2 separate regions of the Sus scrofa genome follow, and region 2 is linked to region 1. Evidence: chromatin contacts called from public Hi-C data. All regions are on one chromosome and are shown on one strand. Each heading gives the region's core, a stretch centred on a gene start, on an enhancer-like site or on the middle of the called end of the contact. The rest is flanking DNA. Distances are from core to core; before and after follow the strand shown. Region 1 holds the start of OGFRL1 (opioid growth factor receptor-like protein 1). Region 2 has its middle 27 kb from the start of MIR30C-2.

Region 1 (2,700 bases), core at 43-2,542:
ATGTTTAGCACAGACCCTACACTAAGTCTGTTTCCTCCTGACCTAAACAGAGATGATCATCAAGATGTACGAGGCAGTCTTCCTGTAAAATAGGACTCATCTTCTCTACCCAAGAGCCCTGTGTTTGCATTAGACTTTGGGCTCCAATTTTTCCCACTCTCAGCCCCCTAAAGCTGATAACGAAGAGGGCCTGATGCAGAACCACCAGCCTGGAAGAGCTGCGAGGCACATTTCTTCATAGGCTTGGCTATGCAGTTTTTCCTTTTAAAATTTTCGGAATTATTTTCGGTCCATCAGAGGTTAAAAGGGATGTTTATTTCCTTACTAACCTCCCATCCGAATTGTAGTGGGGCAAATGACTTAAAGCACAGCTGGATCAACAAGTCTTCTGGGTGAAATAAGATTGTTGAAGCGTGCCCTGAACTCCAGGTTGGAAGGCCTTACTTGGAATAGAAACTGTGGTGTTTTAACGTCGGATGGGGACCTTCTACGAGAATCTCACGGCTGAAGAACTTGCTGTAGGGGAGAGGGCTTACTGCTCCATCGCAATCTCACCTCATTCTGGCTGATTTTTACCACTAACACGCACTGGACCGATTTTCACACTCCTCTGTGTCGAGGCAGGTTCCTCCCACCCCACCTTCCATCCCCTGGCTGGGCTACGGAGGCAGAGAAGACACCACTTCAAGTTGTGCTCTGCCCGCAGGGACTTCCTCGTCGCGCCCGGGTTCAGGCCCCAGGCCAGCTAACGGGAGGAGCGGGCGACCCCACGCAGGCCCTGAGCACGGGGCTTACCCGGTCTGTGCCCCTCCACGGAAACGTCCCTCCACCCCCACCCAGCCCCCCGCCCCGAGGCCCAAGGCCCCAGCGACCGCGTACCTGCTCGGCGCCCTCTGCCTCTGCGTCCCCGTCTGGCGCGGGGCTGGCGCGGGGCCGGCCGCCGGCTCGCTCTGGGGTTTCCGGGGGCTCCGCGGATTCCGGAGCTTGCACGGGCTCCCGCCCCGGGCCCTCGCTACCGCCTGGCCCCGGCTCCTCCGGCTCGGGCTCGGGCTCAGGCTCGGGCTCCGAGTCGGTCTGCCAGGTAGAGTCGCAGTCCTCCACAGTGGTGGGCTCGCGCGCGCTGACCCCGCCGAACAGGTTGCCCATCGGAGAGGCGGGCGGGGGCCCCGAGCTGCGGCTACGGGTGTGGGCAGCGGCGCTAGGGCCCGGGCACTGCCGCGGCCAGGGCGCTGGGCGGCACCTCGGCGCCCGGCCCGCACAGCCTGCGCGCGGCGAGCGGCGGCGGGCGCAGGGCGGGGAGGAGCCCACGGCCCCGGGGCCGCCGCCCGCGCCCGAGCCCGCCCATCGCTCCCCGCCTCCCCGGCCCCCGCGCGCGCCGAGCTCGCCTCTTGGTCCCCCGGAAGGCCCGCCCCCCGCTGCCTCTAATGTCCCCGAAGCGGATCAAGGTTTGCCGCCCCAGCCCGGGCACCTCCCCGCCCCTCGAGCCTCCTGATCCCGCCCAGCTCCGGGACGTTAGGGGGGAGGTGTCACCGTCTGCGGATGAGTCTGGTCCCCACTCCGCCCCCTAACCTGGCTAGTCCAAGAGAAAGAGGAACTGGCCGCAGCAGAGGAAAGAAGCTGCTCACCAGCACCAGGCACCACATCAACAGAAAATCCCAGCTCCCGCTACTGCAGCTGGGGCAGCCACCTGCAGTCCCCGTGGAGCAGAGAGTCAAACTTGGCTACTCCCTCAACTGAAGAGCAAAAGCAGCAAAAACAACCAGACTTTCACATTCATCTGTGGATGCTTTCACTAACACCCACTCTAAATCTGTGCTCAGAGTAGAATAACAACTCAGAGTCCTTGGCCCCTTGGTCTGTTCTCTAAATCAAAGGAGAAGAGATAAAACGGCAAGCTCGAACAAGTGACTGCTGTAAACTTTGTATCATGACCTTACCTTGTGATTCTAGGAAGCCACATCTGCTGAATGTGTACTAAGAAAACAGTTTCCATATAAGATCAAATCGCTGTACTGGAAATAAATAGTTTCTTTGTAAATGTTTCGTCGTGGATTAGAAGACCACATCAAGGATGATGGACTGTTTCTAGGGAAAGAGTTGGAAACAGGATCCCCCTTCCACACTTAAGTCAAGATTGCCTCTCTTTAAGCACTGTGACTGTGGCTCCCTCCCTAATGAGTTTCTGACCTTAGACAAATCACCAAGCTACTTTAAACCTAAATTTCCTTATTTATAAAATAGGGCCAGATTTTCTCTTTAGGGTCCCTTGAAGTTCTGACTTTCTATGATCCATGAATGATCTAAAGCTAATAAGTAATAAACACATAAATAGATGAGACACACAAAAAGACTTGACATAAGTGCTTAGTGAAGAAAAACTGGGGCTGCAGTAGAACACACCAATCCAACTGGTGGTATCCGGGATTTGGATTCATCTTCTACCCTCAGAGGACCAGAACACATTGCAGAAATAAATGCTGTCCATCTAGCCATAGGCTTTCCAGAAAAGAGAGTCTAGTGGTAGTTGCTATGCCCAGGTGCTCCAGCACTTGGTCCATATGTAGATTAAAACTGTTCTGGTTTTAATCAGAACAGTTCTTTGCTCTCCTCCCAATGAGAGTCAGAGTCTAATTCCCCATTATTTGAATCAGGGCTGACCTTAGAGGCTTGCTTTGGGAAATAAAACATGGAAGATTTTCA
Region 2 (2,700 bases), core at 105-2,604, 43 kb before region 1:
GTACCTCCTTGACAGCAAACCTAAAATGTAAGTCGAGGTGCTTCCTGAGGCCTTGAGTCACCTCATGGAGGCTTCAGAACAAATCAAGAATGAGAGATGGAGACAGAAAGCTTATTGATTTGGGTCCCTAAATATTTCTTCTAAGGCCAGGCACCAATCTCCATCCCAGGACTGGTCACACGAGAGCATCTTTTCTTTCCACTTAAGTTCATTCAAGTCAGATTTTTTTTTCACATGTAAACAATGAGTCAGTCTATTAATACAAAAAAAAAAAAAAAAGACATCACTACTTTAAATACTGCCATTACTACAGAAGTTGTTAGTTGACTCAACAAATACTACTGGACATGCCCTCTGTGCCAAGCTCTGAGAATCTGAACAAAACAGACCAAAAGACAAGCTCTCATAGGATTTCTGGGCTGGTGTCCTGATGTCTGGCATGCATGGCAACTGTAAATTTTTATTATCCCACACTAATATTTATATCATAATGTTGTTGGGTTCATTATGCATTAATGGCTGGTAGATCCAACACAGACATTAAAGAAAGTTAGAATATTTTCAAGGGAGCAGCCATAGCCTTATAGTTAAAGGCCACCGAGAATAACTACATGCTCTAAATCATACCCCCTGCCACTATCAATTTCAGAATTTGGTGTTGGAAGAAGAACCATGAGACTTAACAAGCATGGCAATTTCTTATGCTAGCCTGGTAGAAATATACAGAGGCTTCTTTTGGCTTGGTTACCATGCTTGCAGAAATTTAAAACTGGCAGGGGCCTACAAGTAAGGGAAGTAGAAACCAGAGAAATTTGTAATTCATTCATGGTCAGCCAGACCGCCTGAGGGGCAAATCCCATCAGGATGAAGAGACCCAGTGGGTCACCATTAGTTGGAGGTGTGTCACCGTAGTCTGTTACTCGCAACACAATAGTGACGTTTGGCTAGTGGAAGAGAAGACAGTCAGCCTGCTCCCTGCCGGTGAGCTGGGACTGCATGCTCCTTGCCACGCCCTGGGGAAGGACTGTGCACACCCATGTCATGACGCCGGTGTTTCCTGTCACTGGGGACACAGACACTGATGATATTTTGAGCTGGTGGAAAACCCAGGACAAGAACCTAGCATCCTGAGTCTTTTCAGGGAGTTTTGTCTTTTAATCAGCTTATCAAAAAGAACAGCATAGACTCTCAATCCTTAAATATGGAAAAATAAGAAAATTCAACTCATAGTTATTAATGGCCCAAGAGGTTAAACCCATGTCCAGCAGAGTTCAGTCTATAGTGTCTGCAGATCCCTTTCTGCCTCTGTTCCTCAAAGAGTAAGTACGCTGATCTGGAGGGGATTTTGTTTTCTTCTAATTTAACTTCTGCTACTGCAGAGGAAGTTAATGTGTTGCCTAAACTTGGGCTTCATAATGTGGTACTAGAACAGGGCCATGAATGTCTTATTCAAAAACGTTGGATGAAACAAACGTCATTGACTTGGGCCTGCTCCTGAAACCTCAATTTTCAACAGCTTTCAGTGTCAATTACCTCCCACAACAAAGCTGACTGCCAGCCTCCTGACAATGCTCAGAGCCTCATATCATCCATCGCAGTCCTGTTTATACTTCACAGCGAAATCTAATTTCTTGTAGTTACCGCTGAGACTTAGGCTCCCTTAATCAATTGAATTCTGAAAGAAAACAAGCATCTCAGAAGTAAACCTGAACTTATTAAAACAAGCTTCCAATCAAAATCTCCAACAGCTATAGGGTTTCGTAATTCAGTTCATTCGATACATGCTACTCAGCAGTTTCATGGATATGTTTTCCAGAATATGAGGAGATCGGGAGATCTGTCCCAATTAGGGAGAAGAAATTGAATAGAATGCAATGCATATAATATTAATAACTTGCTCTACTTTACAGCTTCATAATAAAGTTATTTATCCTGCCAGAGGTGTTTCGTGACATTAGCAGTGGAAAGATAGCAAGGGACAGGCGGTCCGGGCCTGTGCCATTTACAAATGGCAGGGCCGTGGCCTTCCCTGCAAGGTTCAGAACAGGCCTGTGGCCAAGGTCAATGGCCTGGGACCTTTATCCAGCACACAGAAGAGACAGACTCTAACTCAATCTCTGTCCTAGCTTCTGGAACAAATTCATAGCAAAAATTATCATTTATATTAATTACCTTAGACATAGATTATTTAGTTGCCACACCATAAATTTATCTTTCCCAGATCAAATATATTCTTTCAAGATTTATTTATTTTTTAATTGAAGTATGGCTAATTTACAATGTTGTGTTTTAGGTATATGGCAAAGTTATTCATTTATATGTGTGTGTATATATAATTACATATATATACAAAATACATATTATAGATAGAGGAGTTCTCATGGCAGCTTAGCAGGTTAAGAATCTGACTAGTATCCATGAGGATGTGGGTTCGATCCCTGGCCTTACTCAGTGGGTTAAAGATCCAGCATTGCCGTGAGCTGTGGTATAGGTAGCAGATGTGGCTCAGATCTGGTGGTGTTGTGGCTGTGGTGAATGGTGCCAGGTGCAGCTCTGATTCAACTCATAGCCCGGGAACTTCCATGTGCTGTGGGTGCAGCTCTAAAAAGACAAAAAAAGTAATTAAAAAATAAAAAATATATATTATTACAAAGATATATGTTTAATTGTATCACTTTGCTGTATCCCTGAAACTAACAC

Evidence for each region. A called contact is a pair of places that touch in the nucleus more often than the background predicts.
Region 2: a Hi-C map of liver shows a contact between it and region 1, with 2.3 times the contacts expected there. The contact joins the enhancer-like site here to the promoter of OGFRL1 in region 1. A contact is called at or near these places in 3 of 47 Hi-C or Micro-C datasets (heart right ventricle, liver and skeletal muscle) and 1 of 2 datasets of contacts at active chromatin or transcription factors (alveolar macrophages).

The regions. Positions count from the first base shown.
Region 1 is chr1:51,311,580-51,314,279 of Sscrofa11.1, reverse strand. OGFRL1 (opioid growth factor receptor-like protein 1) reads right to left here and starts at 1,292. Exons shown (of 7, transcript XM_003121264.5): 1 at 880-1,292. The coding sequence starts at 1,146.
Region 2 is chr1:51,355,120-51,357,819 of Sscrofa11.1, reverse strand. No RefSeq gene overlaps it. Among named protein-coding and RNA genes, the nearest start is that of MIR30C-2, 27 kb to the left of the region's middle. Within about 2 kb of position 1,354, at least 2 of the 83 cell types and tissues checked have an H3K27ac peak or open chromatin away from gene starts, as enhancers often do. A contact at or near this core is called in alveolar macrophages and liver, where this site is marked.